Regions from separate parts of the Mus musculus genome. Here regions 1, 2 and 3 are each linked to region 4. The links are chromatin contacts, called in public Hi-C and HiChIP or PLAC-seq maps. All regions are on one chromosome and are shown on one strand. The core of a region is the stretch at or near the end of the contact, and the rest is flanking DNA. Distances in the headings are between cores, read along the strand shown.

Region 1 (2,700 bases), core at 70-2,569, 410 kb before region 4:
CCTCCTCTAGAGGTGGGGAAACACAGGCACAGATTCTGAGCTGTGATAGTTTTTGCCAAGCACTCTCCTGTCTAGAGTAATGGGCCAGGGGATAGACACCTAGTAAGAAAGCAAGGCTAAGCATGTCACCCCTAGCAGGGAATGGAGAGGCTCAGAGAGGGCAAGGGTCAGAGGTGAGGTTACCCAGCAACTCAGCTGGGCCCTTCTGGGGCTGTTTGCACCCTGCTGGGGGTGGCATGAGGGGTTGGGGCTGGAGTATCTCACCATGTTAGGGAAGAAAGCCCTGGCCTGGTGATTTTCATCCATCTTGAAGAGCGCGGGCAGGTCAATAATGTCCTTCTCAGTCAGCGCTAGCTCCCTCTTAAGGATGTCGCGGTTCCAGTCCAGACAGCGCTGGGGGAGGGGGAAAGAGGAAGCGTTGAAGTCCGGGGACACACACACCTGCTTAGCTGGTATCCCTGTCACCTCTCCAGCATCTCCCCCCAGGGATAAGAAAAAAAAAAAAAAAAAAAGACAATCCATTCCTCATTTTTTGAGACAGTCTCTCTTTGTAGCTCTGGCTGTCCTAAAACTTTATATAGACCAAGCTGGCCTTGAACTCACAGAGATTCAAAGGTACTAGGCCTAAAGGCATATGTCACTATGCCTGGCTTAATGGACCATTTTCAAAAAGTGACTTGAGGCACAGCTACAAATGGACAGAAAACTCTCCTGCTAATGCTTGCCAGTCTAGCTACAACCCCTTCCAACTTAAACTTTGCAGTAGAAAACTGCAGCAGGTGAGCTCGCCTGCAACCCACAGATGGCCCTGACCACGGGAAACAGGCCGTAAGCCAGAGCCTGAACTCTGCACAGTCTTCACTGAAAACCAGACAAACTTTAAGTGGCAGAGGCCCAGGTGACCCTGGAGGATTTTGCTCTCCTGCTCACTCAGCTAAGGAGGACAGCAGGGAGGGGTGGGGCCTTAGTGCTTAAACTCTCCTCCGCTGTCAATTACCGCACCTGCCGTCTGGGCTTTGCAAAGCTGTAAGATTTTGATACTAGGCTTCTCCAGAGCTCTTACTTACTACAGTGTGTGTGTGTGTGTGTGTGTGTGTGTGTGTGTGTGTGTGTGTGTGTGTGTGTCTTTGTTTCTTGCAGGGATCATGGAGGGATAGTCAGAGGTCAGCCCCAGTGAGGCGTTGGCTCAGCTTCAGCGGGTCCTGCTTCAGAGAGTGGCTGGGTTGTACCAACTTCTCTGACCTTCAGGTGAGAGCTAACTAGTTGTCTCTTACCATTTCCTCCTACCTCAGTGATTAAGCCTAGAGTGGGATGGGGGGTGGGGGGCGGAGGGGGATGCGGTTTATAGTGACTCATGACTGAGCAAACTGGTACTGGGAAACTCCCTGACCATGTTCATCAGTTCAGGTTGACACCCCCCCCCCCAGGCAGAGTGAGATGCAGGCCATCTAAGAGCTCTGTATTCGAGGGTGCTGTGCGGGTATTTATGTAAGGCTTTGAACCTCCCGCAGCCATGAGGGTACCTGCACATACCGACCAACAGAGCTAGCACAGCTGGAGCTCTGATCAGCCTGTGCCTGAAGTCCACACAACCATAGGACTTTGAACAAATTCTGCCCAGCCCTGACCAAGGCCCTGTGTTGAGACTCCTGCCCACTTCCCTCACTTCTGCTGCCTGACTCAGTGGCCCACTGTGACCCACAACCTGACAGCAAGGTCAGGACAGATTCTAAAGATAAAGCCCGCCCTGTCTAGGCAAACAACTCCGGGAGAGAGAAACTTGGGGTTTGCACGCAACCCAAGTTAAGTTGCACCTAACTTTTCCCTCCCCTCCCCTTTTATATAAACCCCAAGAACCCCTCCCCCTTCCACAGACACCCCTTTCTTGCTGTGTCTGCCCCTCCCTGTTTTAAATAAACAGTCCAGTCTGTTGAGGTCAGCCTCCGGTCTGTTTTCTGCCTCTTGACTCTTCAAATTGACTTAGAAATCTAACACCTTGCATGCTTAGGAGCCAAGTGGGCATTTACTTTGCACTGGATCTGCTTTCTCTCTCTCTCTCTCTCTCTCTCTCTCTCTCTCTCTCTCTCTCTCTCTCTCTCTCTCTCTCTCTCTCTCTCCTCTATCTCTCTTTCTCTTTCTTTCTTCCTTTCTTCCTTTCTTCCTTTCTTCCTTCCTTCCTTCCTTCCTTCCTTCCTTCCTTCCTTCCTTCCTTCCTTCCTTCCTTTCTTCCTTTCTTCCTTTTTGTTTGTTTGAGACAGGGTTTCTCTGTGTGTTGCTCTGGCTGCCCTGGAACTGAAGACCAGGCTGACCTTGAACTCACAGATCCACCTGCCCCTGGCTTAACCTAGATCATCATAAAACGAAATCCAAGGTTTTCTTTCTTTCAAGACAAGAGCTCTCCCAATGGAGCTACTTCTCCTGGGCGCTGGGTTTAATGTCTGGTGCAACGTTTAAGACTCGAGCAGACTGTCACACCCACAGCAGTCCCTCAGGGTTGTGTGAGCTGCCGAAGCTTCAGTGTGAGGGATGGGCTCAGGCCACCGCTATTCAGGCAACAAGTCTGAAGCTTTGGTGTGGCTCTAAGGGGCGTGTCTGCTCCGAGCACTTGTCTGATAGAACTCTGGGCCTACAAGTACAACTGCTTTCCCATCTCCTGCTGGGTTCGAGGCTCCTTGAGCCCACCGCTGCGCTTCTGGATCT
Region 2 (2,700 bases), core at 181-2,680, 310 kb after region 4:
GCTGGCCAGCCAGGGCCACCACCACTGCCACCTCACCTCTGATGACTGGGGACCCCCAGCTAGCTGACTCCAGACTTGGGTCTCCCCGATAGCTTTGCTGGTGGAAGCTATGTAGGCAGATTGATAGAATAAACTCATGCACGTTTGCTGTGTGGCCTTGAGCGAATTGCTCCACCTCTCTGAGCCCACAGTGTCTGCATTTAACAGCCCGTTGTGAGATCACACGGGAACAGATGGGGTGTTGGCTGCCGTGTGGGCTGAACGCCCGCAGAAATGGCCTGGTGAAATTGTTTTCAGAATTTGGACCTTGGACTTGCATGTGCCTAGCAAGCTTCTCTGGAGATGGGGCTGGACTCCAAACAGTAACTTGGAAGTAACTTCCCCACAGAGAAGTTCAGACAAGATCAAAATGTTTCCAGGTACAAAACAAAGTTCCCCAGCGTGGAATTTTCCACAGATGTCCTGACACATTTTTTTCACCTTGGAGAATCTTGAATTTCAGGGTTTTGGATTATAGGTGCTTGTCCTGGGTCAACAGCTTCTGCGACTACAAATCCTTCTGTCCCCCATCTCGACCTGTGACCTTCCCCTCTACCTGGCCACTATAGCACCGAATGGGAACCAAAAATGTGACTCTCACCTTAGCTAATAGTGACATACCTCCAAGCTGGGTACCCTCCCTCCTTCCCCAAACCAGCCCAGGCTAGACCACAGCACAGGCACAACAACAGGGTCCCTGAGGACCATTCAGGTCCCTGAAGACCAACTGGGTCTGTTCCTGATGCCCACAGCGTCTCCCTCCTCTCAGAGCCTTGGCATCCTGGGCACAAAGGGCATGATGGGAGTATCTCTTTGGCAGGCAAGGACCAAGCGAGATCTAATCTCATAACCAGGAGGCCTCTGCCAGTGGGAGAGCAGGTGTTGGAGTGGCTGGGGAGCACAGCACTGCGCTGAGGTGGACAGATGAGAGAAAGGGTGAGAGATGAATGGGCGACTGAGCGGGTGGGTGAGCGAGTAAGCATATGTGTGTGTATCTGTGTGTGAGTAAGTGAACGGATGGGTGAGTTAACGAATGGGAGAGTGGGTAAGGGAACAGCAGATGAGTGACTAGACAGATAAGTGAGCAGAAGGCAGCCCCCCCTCCTTGAGATCATCTCAACCTACCCACAACTTCCATTTCTGGGGAGTCTACACACAGCTGTGGAGACATGACCCTGGTCACTCTCTGCCAGCCACTGAGTCCATCACCCAGGCCCCTCCAGGTCTAGGTATCTATCCATCCTAATACCCGTGACCCTCAAAGCCCTGTGTGTGGGCCACTGTGACAGCCCCCTCTGTGCGATGGGTTCGTGGCTCCCTCTGGGATGAGTTAATTGCTCCCAGCTTATCAGCTCATCTCCAGGCCTCTTATCTGGGAGTGAGCATTTGGGCAAACACATTAGGGCCAGCTAGAGCCTCTGGATAAACACCTGCCGCCTCTCCCGGCCCAAAGCTGGGTGCCTGGCCGGCCAGCGCCTTTCCAGCCGAGCCTTGCTGTTATACACCACCAAGCCCATCCAGCCACCCAGCAACCACCTCCAGGGGTCCCGGCAATCCTTCGTGCCCGAGTCCTGGCTTTCCATCTGTGGCTCTTACCATCCCTAGCACCACGCCTAGTGAGGGGAGCCACCTTCAGGGAAATGAAGACTTAACTGAGCTCACAGCTGCGCTCTGTGTGTATGGATTTCTACCACGGAGCGCAAGCTTCTCACATGTTTATCTTCTGATGATCCCCACCACAACCCTTGGAGGTAAGCAAGACATATTTATTTAACAAATATTTATGTACTACTAACTGTGCGCTGGGCACGCTTTGAAGCGCCTTATGAATATTAATATCCTTAATCGGTACTAAAAACCCTCCATCAGATCCTACTATCTCCCCATTTATGAATGAGGAAATGGAGGCCCAGAGAGGTTAAGACACCGACTCAAGGCCACATAGCAAGTGAAGAGTAGAGGTCGCACCTTCTTCAGGCACCTGTGCCTGCCCAGGCTAGGGCTGAGGCTAAGGATCAGGGATTCTACACTGTAGGATTGCCAGGGCAGGGATTAACACATGGGCGGCAGCATCGGTGAGCTTTAAGATCCATATCTTGTGTGGCTATAACATTATCCCTCCCAGAACGCAGGATGCCTTTCTTCCTAGCTGCAACGTTGTGCGGGTGTGGGCTTTGCATCTTCCATGACGACCAGGCTTGAGAAGTAGCCGGGGCCAGAGAACACACGCTGTCCCTCGCTTCAAAGGGTCACAAGTCTTTGGGATTTCCCTTCAAAGCAGAGCCGGATACAGGGAGTTTGACCAGGGCCGGTGTCTTTGGGAAACAGCTGCAGGAGGAGACTGGCGACCTGGCGGTGGGCCAGGGACACTTTGGAGCACAAAGTCCTGCATGGTCCCACAGCTGGCAGCTTCCTCTTCGTTGACAACACGTGTAGGGGGTACCCAGTGTGATGGCTAAGCTTCTCCAGATGGGGAGACTGAGGCATGGAGAGGAAGCCCCAGTCTTTGAACAAGGCAGGGTTCAGGCTGCCAACCATGGAGTACTAATTGTGTGTCCTCTGTATGCTGCCTGGTGGCCTGAATCCTGACAGTGGCCTCTATGGGACTGAGTGAAGGAGCCTTTGCCCCCACCCTGGCTCGGTCTGTATTTTCTTGAATCT
Region 3 (2,700 bases), core at 114-2,613, 430 kb after region 4:
ACCCACATGGCAGCTCACAACCATCTCTAACTGCAGTTCTAGGGGATCTAATGATCTCTTCTGGCTTCCACGGGCATGCGCATGACACACAGACAGACAGATGGGCAAAACACTCCTATTCATAAAATAATAAAATATATAAGCAAAATTGTTTCCCAGTTGAGGGTCCCGGTTGAAAAGTAATTTGGTGTGTCTGAGGGACCAAAGCATCCTTGAAGGGTTGGGAAGAGGGCTATGATTGTAAATTTGTTCTGATTTGCAAGTGGCCAAGCCGCTCAGGCCTTCCCACCCCAGACCCTGCATCACATGGCCTCGATCCACTGCAGGGCACACACTGGGTTAAAACATTAGTCTTAGAAGCATGCTGTAGGTATCCCACTTTCTGGGAAAGTGTCGATACTCACAGAGGTCTTCTTATTCTTGGTTACTCCTAGTCTATGGGACAGGTAACAGATGTGACACACAGTTGGTGCTCTGTAGGACCTGGCTGGGTTACGCCAAGCCTGTATTCTAAACCGCCCAGATGGAGTCTAACTCAGCCTGGGCACAGATGAGTTCAGAGAGGCCGGTCCTCCCAGTCGGGGGACAGATGCCTGGGGAAGCCACTCTCAGCATCTCCCCACCCCTGACCATCCTCCCTGGTAGCACCCCCTCTCCTGCTTCCACCCGCGGAGCCGCAGGGAGCTAATTCCACTTCTCCAGGCCCGGGCATGAGGCCGCCTGGTCGCAGGCTGTTAGCGCGGAGCCCAGCTGAGCGGCGAGAGGCTGCAAGCTCGCGGTCTATAATAGAGTTGCTGAGACAAGCGGAAAACTGCAGCCGAGTAAACAGATAAATAATTGAAACAGTGACAACTCATACCTTGCTGCTTTGTGGAGTAACGCTTTCATTAGCGGGAGGCTGTGGAGACCAGGCGTGCGCGTCGGGCGGCCGCTGCTGGGAAGCCTCCGACACTTGGGGCTGGCTCTACAACAGCTGCAAACAGCAGGACCCTGTGGCAGCCTGTGCCCCAGCTCTGACTTTGCTGCTACCCCGAGCCCCCTCCCTCCCCAGCGGTAATCTCGGCAGGCACTCAGGTGGAATGGAGACCTGGTGGCCTCCTTCTGTCCCAAGGGTGTGGCTACAGGAAAACAAAAGCTAGTGCCCCGTGCTGACAGACCCCTGCTGCCCATCCCTGGGTCTGGCCACTCCATTGGACTTGCTTCCGGAGGATCAGAGGATAAGCAGGACCCAAATCTGACCCAGGGTGGTCGGTGCCTGTGGGGGGAGGGCACGGCTTTGTCCTTGGCTCCTCTCTCCTGTTCCAGGCGCTCTGAACAGAGGTCCTTTCACAGAGGCAGCTTAGCTGATAACTCCTGCTTTTGACCGTGGCTCTCAGTCCCTCTCTGCCTGGACAGCCATTGCGTTAGCGGGCTCACTCCTGCACCTCCTGCGGAAGCAGCTTAAGTAAGGCCCCTGTGGGAGCTCTCCACCCTCAGAAAGTGGGCTTCCCTCTCCTCTGGGCTCCCGTGCCTTCCAGGCCCTAACCTGTCAGGATATCTCCAGCCTGTGGGATGGCTCAGCCAGCGCTTGTTGCTAAAGCCTGGAGACCTGAGTCTGATCCTAGGAACCCACAAGGAAGAAAGAGAGACGTGACTCTACAGAGTTGTCCTCTGAGCTCCACAGTCACCCCTCACACATCATGTGCACATATGTGATAATATTAACAAATATATAATAATGTAATTTTAATAAAATATAATATATAACTCTATTATATATAAGTTAAATATGTATAACTATATTATAATAAATATATTGTAATATAATATATTGTAATATATAGTTGTTGTTGTTGTTATTATTATTATACTAAAAAGGAGAAATGGTTACAATATAGCTTAGTTGTCTTTCCCTGTTTGCACACTGATGGTTCCCTGACCCTCCACTCTCCCCTTCTTACCATAGCCTGCTCCCTCTCCTTCCTTCCCTCTACTGACTAAGACTCTGGGACCTGGCCCTGATTTCACAGTTCACTCTACACAGCCCATTCTGGTCCTGCCCATAATTCCACAGGCCCTGCTAGCCACATCTGCAAGGCAGTGACGTCAGTCATGGTGGTAGGATCTCCTGGTGCCTGGAAAGACCCAGTGGGGAGAGGCTGCTGGCTCTGCCCAATATCTGCAGGGCCTCACATGGCCTTTCCTCCCAGGGTTTGCAGAATTGAAAGTCCAGTGTTTCTCTGCTCAGAAGCTGAAGCCAGAAGCCGATGCTCTTTCTGATGGCTAGGACTGGAGGGTCACTCACAGTCTTGAGCATGTGAAAGCCTTTGACTCCGGGCTCAACATCCAGGGCTCCATAGTGCACTGGGCTTTGACAAGAGGCAGGAGAGGGAGGAGCAGGGCAGGGAAGCTCAGTGGTGGGTGATCTTTGTCTCCTCTGGGGCATGGTAATGAACTTGGCCTCCTGGGACCAAAGACTGTCATGCCTGCGGAGGTAGGTCAAAGGACAACTGGCAGGAGTCAATTGTCTTCTTCTACCATGTATGATCCAGGAATTAAACTTAACTTGTCAGGCTTTGGCGGCAAGTGCCTCCACCTGCTGAGCCATCTCACCCACCCAATGGTTCTTTTTCAAATCCCTCAGCTGTCAGTTGGCACTTAGATTCAAAGACAAGGGAGGCCTTGCAAAGACTATCAGCCAGGCAGCCTCCGTGATCTACA
Region 4 (2,700 bases), core at 59-2,558:
TGCCGTGCAGGCTTGTGGGAGTTAAAGAATTCGTTCATGGGCAGAGCGACAGGCACAGACTCGGAGGGGACTCAGTGTTGACCAGTGGCACTTTTTACTGGTGCCCCATGCTGTGTTGGGTCAGCATATACACGCCCTTGGCTCCTTACAGCATTCTGGGGCGGGGTGTGCATGGTCGTCATACCCATTTTAGAGACGAGGAAACAGAGGCTCAAAGAGGTCAAGTCCCTGTGCAAATGGACATGGAAGTTCAGAGCCACAGACTGCTCTGGCCTGGGTAGCTTGCTCTGTATATGTTTACATTCTGAGCTGGAAAGAGTGGTATTGTGTATTGCGGAGGGGGTTCCCAAGTTTTTGTTTTTTTTGTTTTTTTGTTTTTTTGTTTTTCAAGACAGGGTTTCTCTGTGTAGCCTGGCTGTCCTGGAACTCACTCTGTAGACCATGCTGGCCTTGAACTCAGAAATCCACCTGCCTCTGCCTCCTGAGTGCTGGGATTAAAGGTATGCGCCACCACGCCTGGCTCAGTTTTTTTTTTTTAAAGAATTATTTATTTTATGTATGTGAGTACACTGAGGCTGTCTTCAGACACACCAGAAGAGGACATCAGATCCCATTACAGATGGTTGTGTTTGCTGGGAATTGAACTCAGGACCTCTGGAAGAGCAGTCAGTGCTCTTAACCACTGAGCCATCTCTCCAGGCCCCCAGTTTTTAATTTATTAGCTAGGCTGGGATTATAGAAGCAACATTCAGGGGGAGCCTAGAGTTGGAGGACATGCTGAACACATGTGGCCAGAGGACAAGGCGAGGAGTTTGGTGGCTTCCCCGTATAACCTGGTCTCCTACATCTCTGGGGACAGCCGTTCTCACACTTGCCACACGGCAGCGGGCACGGCAGCGGGACAGAGGAGGGCATGCCTGTGGCGAGTGCTTTGTTTTCCTCCTGGGGACCTACAGGAGGATGAGGGGGTTCGGGGCACCCAGCAGCTAATTCTCTCTTTTCTCCTTGGCCCCAGTTACTGTGCCCATTGCTCTAAGGCAGCATTTCTCAACTGTGGGTCACCACCCCTTTGGGGAGTCAAATGACCCTTTTGCAGGGGTCACATACCAGATGTCCTGCATATCTACAATATGACTCATAACAGTAACAAAATTACAGTTATGGAGTAGCAGGGAAGATGGTTTTGTGGCTGGGAAGGTCATTTCAGCATGAGGAACTTTATTAAAGAGGTGCAGCATTAGGAAGGCTGAGTCATAGGGCGTCTTATCCCTGCCCTCCAGGCCTTTCTCTGGGTCTCAGCTCCCCTTAAACCTCCTTCCTGCCCAGCACTCTGACAACCTAGAGCAGCCACTGGGGCGTGGCACGACTTGGGATGAAGGCCCTGTCCAGCCGCTGTGTTTACCAGGCAGTGGTTCTCAGTGAGCTGGGTGTGGTTGGGGTGGGGTGGGGGAGGGACTCTTGGTCTCTAGCATCAGCAATGGGGGCTGCACGCTCTCAGGGCCTCTCCCCTCCCCTCCAGCCCCCCTGTATCTGGTAGCATCTGTGGAGGGAAAAGGTCTCGGGTTTGAAGGAAATCGTCACGCTTTTCAGATGAGTTGTGGTCTTGGCAAAGTCCCTCCCCATCCAGATGGGGACACTAAGACTCTGAGAAGCTTAGGCAGGCGTGTCCTTAGAATCAAGGCCATGCTGGTCACAAGTCCCAGGACTCTGCGATCCTTTGCCTCCTGGCAGGTACTAACGTGGACGTTGCCTCTCCCAGAAGCTCCTGTGTCTGTCCTCCACGTCTAATTTTTTCCCTCAGTGCTTGGCATATCAGCTCATAGCGATTGGCTGTTGTTGTCTCTACCCAGTGCAGTTCCCCAGAGGGCAGAGCCTACACCTGCCCCTGCCTGTTCTCAGCACCAAGTGGGAAGAAGAGACATGCAGGGTGGTCCCGGAGCAATGCGGGGGGAGGGGGGGGACGGATAATGTCAGGCACCCCAGTGAAGTGAGGGTGAAAGACCATGGGGAAGGGTGTATGGGGCCAGCCACTGACCTGTGCCCTTCTTTCCCATAGGTGACATTCCCTGGGACCTGGAGAGCCCTCCCATGTGCATAACTGTGGGCCCAGGGCCGATTCGAACACTGCTGAGCCTGGAAGATGCTGCATGGGCCAGCTGCGGGCCGAGGGTCACTGTACTAGATGCCGCCACTTTGCAAACTCAGGTACCCATACCCAGGCCTCGTCTGTCACTGCTGGGTGGAGACACACCCATCTGTGACCTCTGCCCTTTAAACAGAGGTGTTGAGGCCCCTGGGTCCTGTCTCGTCCAGTTGTAGGCAAAGCTGTGTTGTCTCTGCTGGGATGAGGGCCTGGCTTCACGGGCCCACTAAGCTCATCGGCCCCACCTTGCTACATCCTATGTTCCATCCTTAGTGGCTGGTATGAGCTTCGGTGGCTTCCCAAATGGTATTTTGGTGACATTTGCCATTGTTGATTCGTTTAGGTTATTGATTGATCAGATATGGCGCCAGAGCCAGAGGGGAGCCTGGAAAGGTCCCCAGACAGGCAGGCTCCTCTGGCATGCCCCCACGTGCAGGGTTGTTTTCTCGTCTCCGTTAGGTTCTCCTCCTTGGGCACCTCTAATCTGATGATTGATAGCTCAGGCGCTAGGCAGAGCTTGGTGCTGTTCGCTTGTAGGTAGTCAGGGAAGGGGCCTG

Evidence for each region. A called contact is a pair of places that touch in the nucleus more often than the background predicts. HiChIP or PLAC-seq counts read pairs in DNA pulled down with a chosen protein or histone mark.
Region 1: a contact with region 4 is called in an HNF4G HiChIP or PLAC-seq map of pancreatic cancer cells. The contact joins two enhancer-like sites.
Region 2: a contact with region 4 is called in a Hi-C map of the N1E-115 cell line, with 3 times the contacts expected there. The contact joins two enhancer-like sites. A contact is called at or near these places in 3 of 484 Hi-C or Micro-C datasets (the CH12 cell line, the N1E-115 cell line and ganglionic eminence), 2 of 115 datasets of contacts at active chromatin or transcription factors (embryonic basal ganglia and embryonic stem cells) and 1 of 9 other capture datasets (embryonic stem cells).
Region 3: a contact with region 4 is called in a Hi-C map of the N1E-115 cell line, with 3 times the contacts expected there. The contact joins two enhancer-like sites. A contact is called at or near these places in 26 of 484 Hi-C or Micro-C datasets (B cells, the N1E-115 cell line, brain and 14 more), 13 of 115 datasets of contacts at active chromatin or transcription factors (embryonic basal ganglia, embryonic forebrain, embryonic hindbrain and 3 more) and 1 of 9 other capture datasets (embryonic stem cells).

The regions. Positions count from the first base shown.
Region 1 is chr4:140,946,905-140,949,604 of GRCm38.p6, reverse strand. It overlaps Padi2 (peptidyl arginine deiminase, type II), which reads right to left. Exons shown (of 16, transcript NM_008812.2): 15 at 265-393. Gm13031 (predicted gene 13031) reads left to right here. Exons shown (of 4, transcript NR_045911.1): 3 at 1,141-1,248; 4 at 1,512-1,939. Among named protein-coding and RNA genes, the nearest start is that of Gm13031, 9.6 kb to the left of the region's middle. Within about 2 kb of position 1,319, at least 70 of the 459 cell types and tissues checked have an H3K27ac peak or open chromatin away from gene starts, as enhancers often do. A contact at or near this core is called in pancreatic cancer cells, where this site is marked.
Region 2 is chr4:140,222,956-140,225,655 of GRCm38.p6, reverse strand. All of the region lies in intron 1 of Igsf21 (immunoglobulin superfamily, member 21), which reads left to right. Among named protein-coding and RNA genes, the nearest start is that of Gm33542, 5.6 kb to the right of the region's middle. Within about 2 kb of position 1,430, at least 13 of the 459 cell types and tissues checked have an H3K27ac peak or open chromatin away from gene starts, as enhancers often do. A contact at or near this core is called in the N1E-115 cell line, where this site is marked.
Region 3 is chr4:140,107,549-140,110,248 of GRCm38.p6, reverse strand. All of the region lies in intron 2 of Igsf21 (immunoglobulin superfamily, member 21), which reads left to right. Among named protein-coding and RNA genes, the nearest start is that of Gm13029, 34 kb to the left of the region's middle. Within about 2 kb of position 1,363, at least 33 of the 459 cell types and tissues checked have an H3K27ac peak or open chromatin away from gene starts, as enhancers often do. A contact at or near this core is called in the N1E-115 cell line and rod photoreceptor, where this site is marked.
Region 4 is chr4:140,536,274-140,538,973 of GRCm38.p6, reverse strand. It overlaps Arhgef10l (Rho guanine nucleotide exchange factor (GEF) 10-like), which reads left to right. Exons shown (of 29, transcript NM_001290803.1): 26 at 2,057-2,205. Among named protein-coding and RNA genes, the nearest start is that of Gm42335, 67 kb to the left of the region's middle. Within about 2 kb of position 1,308, at least 48 of the 459 cell types and tissues checked have an H3K27ac peak or open chromatin away from gene starts, as enhancers often do. A contact at or near this core is called in the N1E-115 cell line, pancreatic cancer cells and rod photoreceptor, where this site is marked.